Linked DNA regions of Hordeum vulgare: region 1 is linked to region 2. Evidence: chromatin contacts called from public Hi-C data. All regions are on one chromosome and are shown on one strand. Each heading gives the region's core, a stretch centred on a gene start, on an enhancer-like site or on the middle of the called end of the contact. The rest is flanking DNA. Distances are from core to core; before and after follow the strand shown. Region 1 holds the start of LOC123452084. Region 2 holds the start of LOC123452083 (protein YABBY 2-like).

Evidence for each region. A called contact is a pair of places that touch in the nucleus more often than the background predicts.
Region 1: a contact with region 2 is called in a Hi-C map of leaf, with 2.3 times the contacts expected there. The contact joins the promoter of LOC123452084 here to the promoter of LOC123452083 in region 2. A contact is called at or near these places in 2 of 6 Hi-C or Micro-C datasets (leaf and seedling).

The regions. Positions count from the first base shown.
Region 1 is chr5H:520,061,893-520,069,128 of MorexV3_pseudomolecules_assembly, reverse strand. LOC123452084 reads right to left here and starts at 2,146. Exons shown (of 4, transcript XM_045128663.1): 1 at 1,455-2,146; 2 at 575-727; 3 at 1-455. The coding sequence starts at 1,826.
Region 2 is chr5H:519,813,334-519,820,714 of MorexV3_pseudomolecules_assembly, reverse strand. LOC123452083 (protein YABBY 2-like) reads left to right here and starts at 5,621. Exons shown (of 6, transcript XM_045128662.1): 1 at 5,621-5,819. The coding sequence starts at 5,748.

The DNA.
Region 1 (7,236 bases), core at 897-3,396, 250 kb before region 2:
GATTTCCGGTGACTGTAATAGACCCAGTCCTCATGCTCACCACCAAACTTTGCATGTGCATAAACTAGGCCACTAACATAGTTGGCAGACTGCAGTGAACCATAACTGAACGACTTCCTGATAGCTGGATCCGCAACTTCATCTTCATGTGTTCTATCATCCAGATCCTCACCAACATGCTCGGTACCATATGGATATTCAGAACCATCACTGTGAATATAACAGTTATCTTCACTGCCTTCATCGCTTTGGAACGTCTTCTTGGACCTTCGAGCCGACACTATATGCCTGAGGGTTTTTACCTTTCTTAACCCTGCTTTAATGACTGAAACCTCATCTTTTCCTCCAGGGACAGAATCACAAGATGACGGGGATAAGGGAGTGGCCACAGCAGACCGTTGTGAAGCGTCGGAGGTTTCTTGATGAGCTCTCAGTTCCACCATACTCAGAGTGAGCTGCAATGAAAAAGAGGTCAGTCACACCAGACGGCAATTAAAACAAGTTTTTTTTTTCTTTTTTAGGCTGCAAAACGCGAATCATTAGCTAGAGTTTGTTGTTCACAAAAAAAACTCACATGAAGCGACGGAACAGACTCAGGCGCACCACAGGGCACAGACAAAGGGAGAATTATCTCAATATCCTCTTCGGCTGCTGATGCATAATCCGCTAGGCTAAGGGAAGCAGTTCCCAGAATTGTTGGTTTAGTCTTTGGGCCCTTGTTCACATCCTGCCACAAGGAAAAGAAAAACAAGACAGATCAGATTCCCTGCTGAAGTCAGTCAAACAAACTGACTGGAAGAAATCACTGAAAAGGAAGTAAGCCAACTTGCTAAGGGATCATTTGCCGCTCAGAAATGGAATGGCAGCTAGCGCTACGAACTTATAATCACGAAATTCAACTCGGTCGCAAGGTTAGAAATTCATTCTGGAAGGGGTTTTATTTGAGAGCAGGAAACATGACACCATGTTCGCATAGAAAAGCAGGCACATGAAACGGTACTATCTTTACTGGTAAACATACATATCAGATGTTACTATCAGATTTTGCTCCATATTAACAGCAATACAGTTAGGTTCAAAACAAAAACAGCAATACAGTTGCACGCTATGATTGATCCATTGACATCCACCAACTACACATATTCGTTCAAGCAACTGAAAAGAAATAATTAAATTTTACTCTGCGGATGAGATAATTCAACAGATCACGCCATTAATACGGAGTTTCTAGGGAGTGTAATTGTTTAACAGGAGCATAATTCAGAACAAGATCACCTAAAAAAGATTTTAAGCAAGCAAATCCCTTTCGAGAGGAAGTCAAACAAGAAACATGATGCGAGCAAACGAGGATAAAAACCATATTACTAGAACAGTAGTAATTGTCAGAGCGAACAATCAAGAGGAGATTCACAATGGAATCTAGTTCCAGCAAGGACGTGGGATGAGATGCTCACAGTGAAGACGGTGAAGGCGAGCTCCCACGGCTGGAACGCGGCCGCCTCCCGGTGAGACGCGGCCGCGAGCGTGACGACGCTCTCGAACCCCTCCTCCCAGGCCACGGCGCCGCCGCCGCCCCCGGAGGCGGCCAGCTCCTCGCCCCTGGTGCGGTTGCGCCGCACCGCGCGCCGCAGCGAGCCGAGGCCGGAAGCCCTCGGCCCCTTCCACCTGACCTCCGCTGCGACCCTCTGCCCCGCGGGCTCCTGCTCCGCGGGCTCCACGGACGGCGGAGGCGGCGGCGGCAGCCCCTCCGCCCGCCGCACGACCAGCCGGACGCGGAACTTGCGCGCCTGGGGCGGCCGCGGCCACCGCATCATCCTCGCCACCATCTAACCCCCTCGAAGCCCGGCGGAATCGCGCGGAGGAGGGAGGAAAAAATCCTCGGCTCGGCCACCAAGAACCGACCGAAATGTCGCAAGAACACCCACGCCCCGTGCGCCTCTGCTCCAATAAGACGAACCGCACCACACCAAGACGAACTGGGGAATCCTACGGCCGGATCGGTCGAGAACGGCTTGAATTCGACGGCGGCGCGGCCGGATTTTGCCGGGCGTTTGGGCTCGATTTGTTGTGAAGTCAGGGGAGGAGATGGCGGAGGAGAGGGGTTGTGGGGGGCAGGACAGTGGAGGCACGAGGGGAGAGAGGGGTGCAGGTGTCGGGCATAAATAGAGGGAGAAAAACGTTGGGGGAGGGGAGGCGCGGGTCAGTGCGGTGGGGCCCACCTTTGTTTTTCTCTGCTTGTTTAGATCGCGGAGTGGGCCCTGTGACCGGCTTTTCCATGCTGTCTTTGTTGTACCGGCAGCATAGTTTTTTTTATTTATTTTTTCCTTTTACTTAGGGGCTTTGTTTAACTTGTTATTGTTACTTCCTCCTCTCGGATTTACAGGACCTGTTTTTGTTTGTCAAAGTATGTTTTTTGGGGGCTTTATTATTGATCAAATGAGAAATATTAATGTTTTTACTGTCCTCGCGTTTTTTTTTCAACAACACCCGGAACTATTATAAATAAAAGATTGACAAAAGTACTTCCTTCGTTTTTAAATATAAAGTTTTTAGAGATTCTAATGTTAAAAGCATACGAAGCAAAATGAGTGAATTTACAGTATTGAATATTCTAAAAACACTTGTATTAAAAATGATGGAAGTACAAAGCAACGCTCGCGTAGGGATAAATCTTAGCTGAAAACTCGAAACGTAATACATCGCTAGATAATTGACCGCACGTTGCAACCGGATGTATTTGTATTCTAGCACGTTAGCCCGTGATTTACCTGCATATAAGAAGGTGGTTGTGTAAATGGATGTGTATCAAATCCCGTCCGTGATTTATCTACCCAAATATTTTTTAGAAATTTATTTGTAATCACTTATTGGATGAAACTTATTGGTTTATTAGAAAGAAAACATAATTTTATCTATACTAGAAAAAAAACCGTGCGTTGTAACGGCAGAGAAAATAACACACGCTTTGGACACAATATATTTTCACATGGCATCACATTTGTGTTGTCGACGATGGCCTCAGTGCTCACACAACGAAAACGTGTTTAAATATACAATCACTCGGAATAAGATGAGAAATATGTTGTTTCTTCCCACGAGATTTTCCAAAGGTGTGCATGTGTGATTAACGATGTTTTCTTTCCTGTCAATTTGATTTTAATTTAATAGATATTTATTGCAATTCGTATGGTGCCGGAAAGAGAGGAAAAAAAGGACCGTGCACTACAGATTAAGTTTGCACCAAAAATAATATTTAAGAAGTATTCAACAGCTAAAAATAACATCCTATTTAGATTCTACACATTTTTTCAATCAAATTTCATATATAACATGTTAAAATCGGAGTTACGGTTTAAAAGATATGGATAATTTTGTTTTAGATAAAATATGGATTGATTAACTAAAAAGTCAGGGTTTTTTTGTTAAAATAAAAAAACGTTTTGGCTGACTTAAATAGGGACGGCGGGTTGATTACCTGAAATATCAGGGATTTTTCTGAAAAATGCAAATAAAACGGTTCGTCCGTGACTAAAAGATGGACCGCGGGTTGATTATCTAAAGTTGTGAGGACTTTTCTGCAAAATGACAAAAAACGGTTCGTTCTGACTTAAAATTGGACTGCGGGTTAATTACCTGAAACTGCGAGGGCTTTTATGCAAAATGACCGACGACGGACGCCAGAAGCATTGCGCGCTTTATTATTAGGGGAGACTAATATTACTATTAAACAAGCAAACGAGAACTTTCTTACGTGCACCCAACAATTAGTACAACAAAATACACGAAGCAATCAACACCACACAATTAGTCCCACAAATTCTAATTCAACGGCCAACATTTACCTAATACATCTATGTGTGCACTTAGCAAATCCCCATGACTGACCGTGCTCCACCTCCACCACCCATCCTGCAGCACGTAATCTCACCAGATCTCACCCTCCCTCGAGCGTGGGACAACCACCAGCGAAGGAGCTCGAGCTCGCGGCACGGTGGCGCCCGCTCCCCATTTCCATCTCCCTCCTCTCTCTCCTCCTCGCCGCCATCGCCAGGAGCTGCTCCCTCCTGCGGCGCCGCCACCGGCAAAGCAGCAGCAGCAACAGTAGTGCCAACATTCGTTTCCCCCCTTCCCTCCCCTCTCCCCGCTCCTTCTTCTGATTCTACTGCTAGTTGTTTGGTGTGCTGGTTGTGCGTGACGATTTGTTTGCTGTGCTTGCAGCTGCGGGCGGTGGAGATGGCGGGAGGAGGAGGAGACGGCGGCGCGGGCGAGCACCCGGGGGCGGTGTCCTACTGGCACGACGCGTGTGAGGACGACGAGGACGCGTCACTGCTGTGCGGCATTGACTTCGCCTCGTCCGCTGACTTTGATTCGGGGCTCATGCCCTTGCCCGCCATGGACTGCGGCAGCGACTTCGTCGCCTCCGCGGATTTCGACCCCGGCTTCATGCCCGCCATGGATTGCGGCGGCGTAGACGACGGATTCATCACCGAGATCGACCGGATTCTCGAGAGCATCGACGCCGAGACCGCCCCCCGCGCCACAGCCCCCGCCTGTGGCTCCCCCGCAACCGTCGGCGGAGCGGGTGCAGGAGGCTGCTGCTGCTGCGGCTGTGGCCAACAATGTCGTGGCGGTGGTGGGCTCGAGGCAGAGGAGCCAGGCCGTCGAGGCGAGGAAGGAGACGAGAAGCGTCGAGCCGAGGAAGGAGACGAGAAGCGCCGAGCCGAGGAAGGAGATGAGAAGGGAGACGCAAGGCGGTTCGGCGAACGGTGGTCGCGGCGGGGAGTGGAGAGACGGGAAGCGTCCTCGGCTCGCCCCTCGGGCTGACGGGGGCACACACACCCTGATTCGCGGCGACGCCCAATGCTGCCTCCGCCCTCGCGTGGCTGGGATGAACGGTGCGGGAGGCGCGACTTCATCGATAGGCCTCGCAAGCGCGACCGCGATCGCGACAGCAACCCTGCCACAGGCGCGAGGCTCGAGGATTTTGGGAGCGGGACCGCGGTGGCAAGATGGTGTTCCGCCCTGGCACCTGGGAGCAAGAGTCTGAGCGCGATGGAAAGCGTGCCAGGACACAGACCGGAGGCTCCATGGAGAAGAATGCAGACGCAGATAAGGCGGCTTCCGCCCACAAGGAGAAGCCTCTCGCCGAGGAGCAGGCCAGACATTATCAGTTGGAGGTGCTCGAGCAAGCAAAGAGCAGGAACACAATAGCCTTCCTCGAGACCGGTGCAGGGAAGACCCTCATTGTTGTGCTGCTCATCAAAAGCATATGTGACAAAATGATGAAGGAGAACAGGAAAATACTTGTCGTGTTCTTGGTTCCCAAGGTGCCTCTTGTGTATCAGGTAATTTCATACATACATACATATACGACCGAGCTTCCAGTGATTAAGGTTTCATATCTTGTGGGTGTAACCGTGTTGCTGAAATTGCAGCAAGTTGAGGTGATACGCGAGAGGACTGGCTATCGGGTTGGGCACTACTGCGGAGAGATGGGTCAGGATTTCTGGGATGCTAGGAAGTGGCAGCGAGAGTTTGATTCCAAACAGGTCATTCTTCTCACTTGCATCCCCCTTCCATACCGTTCTTATTGTTGTGTATAATGTGCCTGCGACCTAGCTCTATGCTAAACATTTGCTGAAATTTTTATATCATTTTGGAACGACGTTAGGCTGGTTATCCTCTAGGAAGCATTGACAAGGGATACTGCAATTTCTAGAAACAGTCATAGGTGATACGGAATAATTAATAAAATCCATGTAATAAAGACAGAATAATTTTGAAATATCACATAAGATCAAAATACTGCCCCATTTGTTGTCTCTGTGACTCTTTTCATGCCCTCAATTGCCTCAATCCCTTTGTATTTGGAATCAACACTTCAACTATAGCAGCCACAGCCAGCACCAGCAGTAGCTAGCCAGCAGCAATCGATACTTAAGCAACAACAGCCAGCCAGCAAGCACGATGCACGCACACAAGCAAGCACCCCCATACCAGAGGAGAGCAGGGGATTTGGGAACAGGGGAAGTTACCTTGCTTTGCTTGGCTCCAGGCGATAGAGGCGTTGGAAGTGATGCCCAGGTGCGGTCGTGCGCTCGATCCAATCCTCCATTGAATAGCACGGGAGGAGAGCTGTCTGTTAGGGCTAGTAGTTGGGCTTTACCGGGCTGCACCATTCCCATGTCACCGACGTATCAACGACGTCCTAGCAGCGTACCTTTATTTATTTATTTATTTATTTTTAGTTAGGAAATGGTGTTACACATATCCTGTATATGACGTATCACACGATCTTTAAAAAAAGAGTGATCCTCCTACTCTACCTCAAGCTAACCAGGGTCAACTATTTCTTATTAATAGTGATTGTATTTATAAATTATTTAAGCAATTTTTTGATAAGTTTAATTAAATTCATTTCATTCCATTTCCCTAACCAAACACTAAAACGTCACCACTCCATTCCGTCCAGTTATTCTAACTAAACATAAAGAACGGAACCAACTCGTTTCGATGGAATGAACCATAACAGAACTATAACATTTTATTTTACTTTGTTTTTAAACCAAACATACCCTATATGCCCCCTATAATTGAGCATGTGAGCCAGCGCTGACGCCAAGAAACGATTTTATTGCTCGGCCTGTTCACAGAATATGCTGCTACGTAGATTAGGCTGCTCATAGTGGGGAGTAACTAAGAGTAGTAACATGATGTTGTTATTAGTCTATGTTACTACCTTCATAGTGGGGAGTAACATACATGTGGTGTCATGCAAACAAACATTTATTAGGTTGTAGACACATAGTGCATTGAAATATGTGATGTGATGGTAACTAGCTATGTTACCACTATCATCTCTCTCCACATTAAATACTTGCCACGTCAGATTTTTTGCCCACATGGCGTTGATGTTACTACTTAGTTACTCCCCACTATGACTAGTCTTATGCGGCTTTGACGAGGCAGCCTATGAGCTTGCAAATTAACCACGCATAGATATAGGCGTATCCGTCTGCCTCCTCCAACCCAGCTGGGAAGGAGGATGACAGCCTTGGTTGTGGCCTCCCTCGTGGCGTTATTCCCTCGGAACAGATGCCGTTGCTCGATGCCCGGAATTTTATTAAGGGAGGAAGAACGATTCCGTCCAAGCTGAATCAATCACCACATAACGCTCCACTTGTCGCGATCCTAACTGCAAGGCTCCATTATTTTCTTATATCTTATTGGTTGCCA
Region 2 (7,381 bases), core at 4,372-6,871:
GCCGGCCAGCGAGTTCGAGGAGGCTAGGGTTTGGGTGTCAGGTTTCAGGTTTCGAAGAGGCCGCGGGGTGGCGATGGGAAGTGTGGACGATGACCGGTCCATGGCTTCCCCATTTAAGAAGGATCGCGACCGTTTCCTGGGCGGATGACATGCAGGCCCGGCCGCTCGTTTGCATTGATGTGGGCGGGTGGAAGGTCGGTGGCCGCCTGCCATGCTGCCCCGACGCGTACAAGCGCGCCTCCGTTTGATGTCCGCCGCGACCCAAACCCCGCGCAAGTTTGCGCTCGAAATGGGTCGCGCCGGACACAAAGCGGCAAGATGGGTTCGGACCGTCTCGTGCTGGACCGACTTGTTTGTCCCTTTTACCCAAACGGACGGGGCCGGACAGAATGGGGTCGTGCGGTGGAGTTGGCCTAGGTCCATGTCTCCATCTACGTCAATGCTTTGCTTCGGCCCGTACGTACGTTCACCATCGATCGTGTAGCACGTAAATTTCCACGCCACAGAAGGTCGTTATACAGGAGTAATACGTAGAAAGTGAGAGGTCGAGGCTGGCCGTACGCGCGTAATTAATGGCGTATATACGGGACGGGACGACGAGATCAAGCGACGGCAACCGGCGGTTGAAAAGGGCCGAACCGGCACGGCGGAACGGGATGTTTCACTAATGCTCATGGTACTAGCAACGGGTGCGGGTTACGAGCGTGTTGTCGCGCTCACAAGTTTGCAGTGGAGCAAGCGATCGAGCGGACGGCCAGTTTGGACTTATCATCGATCGATCGCACCCATTAATCCCTCACGGGCGAGTTGTCCGCGTCACCGAAATCTGGAGAAATGCACAGCCGGAGAGCCAGGCATGCATAGATTAATTCCGTGGAACAAAAGGAAAAAATCGTTTTACAAGACGAGATCACCATCAGGACAGTGCGTGCGTGCGTGTGTACATCCTCTCGTCGCCCCGTGCTACAGTGGATTAGATCCACGATGTAGATATGAGAAAAGGGAAAGTCACCTTCTCAGCTCGAGCTTAAACGAGCTCGGGCAAAAAGTAAAACCAAAAATAATTTAAAAAACATGCATTTTTCGGTGATAATGGGGAAATTGTTACCCCCTCTCTCATGTAATGTAACAACGTTTTTACACTACATTAATATGAAAAACGCTATACTATGGGACGGAGGGGGTATAAAAGTTTGAAAATTCTCATTATAAAATAACATTTGCGAAAGTCGTGACAAAATAAATTGATCCAAATTGCTTTCGGAAGTTGCATTTTTAGAGTATCAATTTTTTTTGCCACACCTTTCATTGCATGATAAAATTTTGCAAGGTCTTAGAACTTTTACCAATGTTTTTTATTGTTCACCTTAGCTCAGTTGAGCTCGGACTGAGAACCTCTGACGTCTGGGCCCAATCATATATTCTAAGTTACTGTCGGTTCAGCGCAATTTTGAAGCTCTAGCGACCGATGTAAAATCGAAGGAAAATAGCTAGTCTAGTTTGAGTTGCAATTTAACATTTTTGTTGGTCGTTTTGTGTCTATTGTTTCTCCATTGTATTGCCGTTGTTTTCCTTTATAATTATGCGATACAAGACATGCGTTTTTATCATAAATAAAAAAACAATTCATTTAAAAGGGTACTTTAGACCTTTTTTAACCGTTGACTCGCTAATGTATATAATTTCCTCTAAGCAAACATTTATGAGATGAGTCGGCGTCGTCATTGCTTTGATTTCGTATATTGTTTGTGTATTTTGGAGGGAATCGGCTAAAATAGCAATCTAGTTCTTCCCATGCATTTCAACAAACACCTTGTGTGGATGTAACAAACATATTATGAAATCCACAAGCACCAAACTTCCCAATGTACGCCACAAAAATATACTTAGAAGAGCAATGCACTACAATATCAATAGCCCATCATAAATATCAACATATCAAAGAACACATGCATGTCATGCTTCCATTGTCAACCCAATCAAATTACACCAAACCTAAACAATGTGTCCTAATAGCAAGCAAGAACTTGAGCAAGAGAAAAGAGGAAAAGAGGAAGCAACAAATGAAGGGGAGATAGAACAAATTATGTGGAAACCCCTTGCAGATGAATAGGTATGTATTCGAGGAGACATCTCCTAAGATGTGCGGAATAGCCAAAGGCATGAAATCCGGGTCCCTAGATTGGGACTTCTAGTGGGCATTGATGTTATTTCCTTGATCAAGCATTATGGTGTCCACTATCAAAGGACCACGTTGTTCAAATATGTAGTTCTCTAGGCTCCTTACAATTGTATACCTTCACCAAGAAAAAGCATAGGCTTTATGCTTTGTGCAACAACTATACAATTTTTTTGGTTCACAATGCTGACAACAAATTGTGTGTAGTATACTTGGTGAACATATTGTAACATGTCCCAATTCCTATGACTAAGGAACACACGTCCACAAATTTATCGCACAGCTACAAAAGCAATAAAATAAAAAAGACCATGTCTAGAGATAGGAAGGTAAACGCCTGTCATATCCTGTGTGAACACCAACATATCTCATGTGTTGTGGCTAGAATATAGTCCACATAAGAAACGTGTCCGTGTCGTAACAAAAGTGCAACAAGGTCCACTTTTGACAGCCACGCCTCCACCAAGCGAGTCACCCACATCGTTGTCGGCAGCTCCAACAAGTGCGTGAGGTTAAATAAAGGATTTTCACACTAGTACTCACTCCGTTTTAAAACCAGTGTTTCAACTTTGTATTAACTCTAATATAAAATTGTACTAAGTTTAAGACATTTATTTTAGGACAAAGAAAATAGTTAGTACCTGACATCTGTCATGCCCAAACTTCTGAATCTAGACCGACCGATATATCGGTTTTGAAGCTGTACCAATACAAACATAGCATATCATTTTATAAAACATTATTTTCACACATATCGACTGATATGAACCGAATATCAACCGATATGACCGATACCCGATATGCTCACTGATATACACCGGTACGTCGATGAACACAACTACTTATCACAAAGAGGTGAAAATATATTATGTATTTGCAACTTCATATTGTATTATCAACGACATGCATAATGTCTATTGTTCTTAATTTTAGAGTGAGGATTTTGTGAATCTATCTTAAATAGTTCTTAATTTTAGAGTGAGGGTACTTAGTTTTAATTTGCTATCCTAGGCCGTGGACAGCATACATTTTGTTTTTACTAAAAGTACATTTTGACATGAATATTGAAAAAAAAGATATATTTCCTCTGATATATTTGCATACCGTCGAACATAGCAGTCGACATTTGACATCCAATATGGTCAAGACAAATCAATATGAATCCGACATACAATGTTTTAATCCTTGGTCATGCCTTTAAATGTTGCACAAAATGTTATCAAACCATTTTTAGGAACATAGTATATGCGCAGACACACATACACAAACACGCACATCCACTTCTATGAAAACACACACATCCTATCTGTAAGCAGTTTCTAGAGTGTAATTCAAAAAATCTTGACAGTAATGATGCGGCCACAAGCGTTTCATAGTTGATGGTCACGTCATAACGCTAAACGATTAATGTCGGAAACCCTGAAATAAGAGCAACTCTAATGGAACGATCCATTTCGTCCGTCATCGTCCGTTTGGGTTGGCGCGGACAAAAATGATGGCCCAACGCGTCGACCCATTGTCAAAACGCGTCTGCTTCGCGTCCGCACCGATCCATTTTTGGCCCAAATTTGGGATTGAAATACGTCGGCGCGGAGGCGAAGCGCCCTCTCGGTGTCCGTCCCCAACCACCGCGGTCAACATAATTTATGACGGCCGCCATCCTCGGACCAACGCGTCAGCGACCGCGGCCGGCTTTTTTTTTAATCCGAGCGTGTGGTGGGTTCCGCCATCTGCTTTCAAAACCCCGCCCCTCCACATCCAGCCACCTCCTCAGCGACCAAGCGATCAAAACCCTAGCACACCATGGCTGGCGGCTTCCCAAACAAGGGCAAGGCCCCGCTCTACCCTGCGCCATCTCTCCGCGTCGTCTTCCCACCGGCCTAGCCAGCGCGTGAGCGTCTCGGTGCACCAAGCGCGGTGGCACTGGGAGCACCGCGTGCCGCTCCCTTACCCCGATGTCAAGTTGCCGCACGACTGGCATCTGGATCCGGAGAGGATTCCGGTGTCGGCCGTGCCGCGGTCGGCGCGGGTGCATGCGGAGGAGGTGAGCCGCCGTCGGCGTATGCTGACGGCGGAGCAGCGGCGAGACCCCACGTACCCGGCCGACTCCTCTAACTGGGAGGTATGGTTTGCGGTGCAGCACGAGGAGCAGCGCCGTCGTGGCGTGTGCAAAGTGCAGCCAGGAGGCCCTCCGCCGCCTCCTCCTGTCGTCAGCGAAGAGGACCAGGAGGCTGAGGCCGCCTACCAGGCGGCGCTCGCTGCTGTTCTCCGCGACAACGAGGAGGAAGCGCGGCGTAGGGCCGACGAAGAGGCGGCTTACCAGCAGCAGCTCGCGGAGGCCATCGCGCTGTCGGCCGTTGGCGATTGCTTCGTGCCACCTCCGCCGAAGCCCGAGCCCGCAGAGCCGCGGGAGGTCTACCAGTGGACCGGCGTCGTCCAGGAGTTCGTGACTGCGCCGCCCATCTGGTTGGGCGCGACACCGCAGCAGGAGCAAGCCTACCTCGAGCACTGGAGGTCGCAACACCTGCTGGCGGAGCGCGCCGAAGTCCTTCGTCTCATGGAGGTGGAGAAGGAGGCGGAGGAGGAACGACAAGAGGCGGAGGCGGAGGAGCGTGCCCGTGCTGCTGCGCTACCACCGTCACTAGCACGGCCCACGCCGGTGGGACAAACTACGGAGGCGCAGGCAGCTGCACTCTGGAACTCGGCGTTCCCCTGGACCGGCCCTGCGCCTACGCTGGTCGACCTCACCGGCCCCGATGACGCCGCCGCCGCCTAGGGCTGCCCTCGTAGTTTTAGTTTTTTAATATTTAATTAATGTAATGCAGACCCTTGAACTATTGCTAGCCTTCGTGGCCGGCTTTTAATGTTTAATTACGCATTATGTATTTTTTTCGCACACCGGTAAAAATGGGTGTGACCAACGTTGGACGCACCAGCCGACCTGTTTGCGAAAACGGGCGTTCGTGTCCGCCTGGCCGACTCAAAAAGACAAAAAGCGGATAAGATCGTCGTATGTTTGGGTCGGCCCGTTAGAGTTGCTCTAAATGTAGATGGGTACGTTGTGTCCCTAGCAATCTGAGCTATGCTAAGGTTGCATGTCATCGGATTTAAACGGTCAACCTTAGGACACATGTACGAAATTTACCTGGCCCATCCTTCCAGGGGCATGAAGAGAGGGAGTTCCCATTCTAATAAAAAGGAGTTTCCCCAACTGCAATACTGATATTAGCATTTCCACCGTCATCAACTGTCCTTGGGACGGAGAGCGACGCAACAAAAAGCGTCCCCCACACGCACACCTCCCGCTCCTGCTTGCACTACTAGCAAGCTCCTCCTCCTCCTCCTCTCTCTCTATCTAATCTATCTCTCTCTCCCCCAATTTCAGTATTTACACGTTGTGCTGATATAAATATCAGACGGCACTGTGGCCACTAGTACGTGGTCCTTCACTTCTCCTTCTTCTTCTCTCCATCTTCCTTCTTTCGTCTTCCTCATCCTCTCCCCCCCCCCCCCCCCCCCCCCTCCATTCTTTTATTCGCCATATCTTGCTACGTCGGGAAGGGGAATAATGTCGGCACAGATCGCGCCGCCGGAGCATGTCTGCTACGTGCACTGCAACTTCTGCAACACAATTCTCGCGGTAATATGCTCTCCCTCCTTCCCTCCCTCTGCCGTGCTCTCTCTCCCTCTCTCTCATGCCCAGATCTGCAAGGAGAGATGCGTAGAACCAGCTCTGAACGATCTGCCGAGTTTCTTGCGGAATTTTGTCCTGTCTTAAAGATTTGCTGGAAAAGGCTCCAAAGAGAGACTTATGATTTGTTCCTCTTTTCTTTCGCCACACCGTGCTGCTGCTTTTGTTCTGCTCGATCGCCGCCCGCATCTCAAGAGTTTCCTTACTGCTTTCCCTACTTTTTGTTTGTTAATTTGGTTGGATTTTTAAAAGAGAGTGTCAAGGCCAACCCATAAAACAGATCGAACTGCTTCTGTTCTTGCAATCTTCTCATCCAATCTATGGACTTCTACATATACTCATCACTCCCTTGAGTTAGTCCACCCTGTGTATGATTTGATATCGCTGAATCTGCGTTAATTAGGGCATCATCCAATTGTTGTTTCTTAATTTCTCCAATACGTATCCCTCATGGTCTCTTCTTTTTACTGGGAAGATATTTATTTTTTTTGCGAGGAAGACTAGTCAACACATGGCTACCTTTCATTGTCTCTCGAACTTGTGGATTTCTTGCTAGCTTTCATGACCTATTGTGCCGCTGTGTGCAACTGTGCATATTAGTTGTTTTCTTTCCAAGAAGAAGCACTACATGGCTTATGGAGCACCATCACACTTCTAATGTCTTCTAATAGTTTTGGTTCTAACTAACTATATAAAGCAATTAATGGGTTTTGAGCGTATACTTTTCTTCTACTTGAATTTGCAACAAGGAGCATGCAATAACAACGTTGTTTTGAAGATCCATCAGTTATTTTAAATTCACTCTACCATCCCATGTCTCCCCACTCACTTTAAACACAAAAGCACACAAATGGCCTGCGAAATTATATATTTGGGTCAACATAATTTGTACCGGCATGTTTAATTAGTTAATGATCTCAGTACCAATGCAATCTTGGTGTAATGTTCTGGGAGCTCTCAAGTTATTGATCTCAATTTGATCAGTCGTTTCGGTATTTTTTATTCATCTGAACTGAATCAAGTCAGGTTTTTCCCTAGGAGTACTAGTTTACGCTAGAATTAATGCCTTCGCAACATCCAAACACCTTATATTCACTTATTTATTGGAATAGAGGAACAGTAGCATACTGTGCGAGCTAGTGAGTTGCCACCAAGAAATTCCAAGCAAGGGATGCTTCCTGTCCTCATATATATTTTCCCCTCTTCTCCATGCTCCTGTGCAACTGTGCTTTGTCTCTGTTAAAATTCCCTTGGTTTTCTTCTCTCTTGTTTACAAAGTGCTTTGTTTCTTGGTTTTGTGTGGAAGAGTTGATCAGATGTCTAAGTGGAAGCAGAAGTAAATAAAAGCGATACTAAACTGAAAAATTGATGGTTATAACTTATAAATCTGAGCTTGATTCGGAAGACATATTCGAAGACCTGCCTCTCTCTTTTGTGTCCTTTTTTTTCCAGTTCGCACCTTCCAGTGATGCATGAAACTTGTCAAAATTTACTGCAACTAGTACTACTAC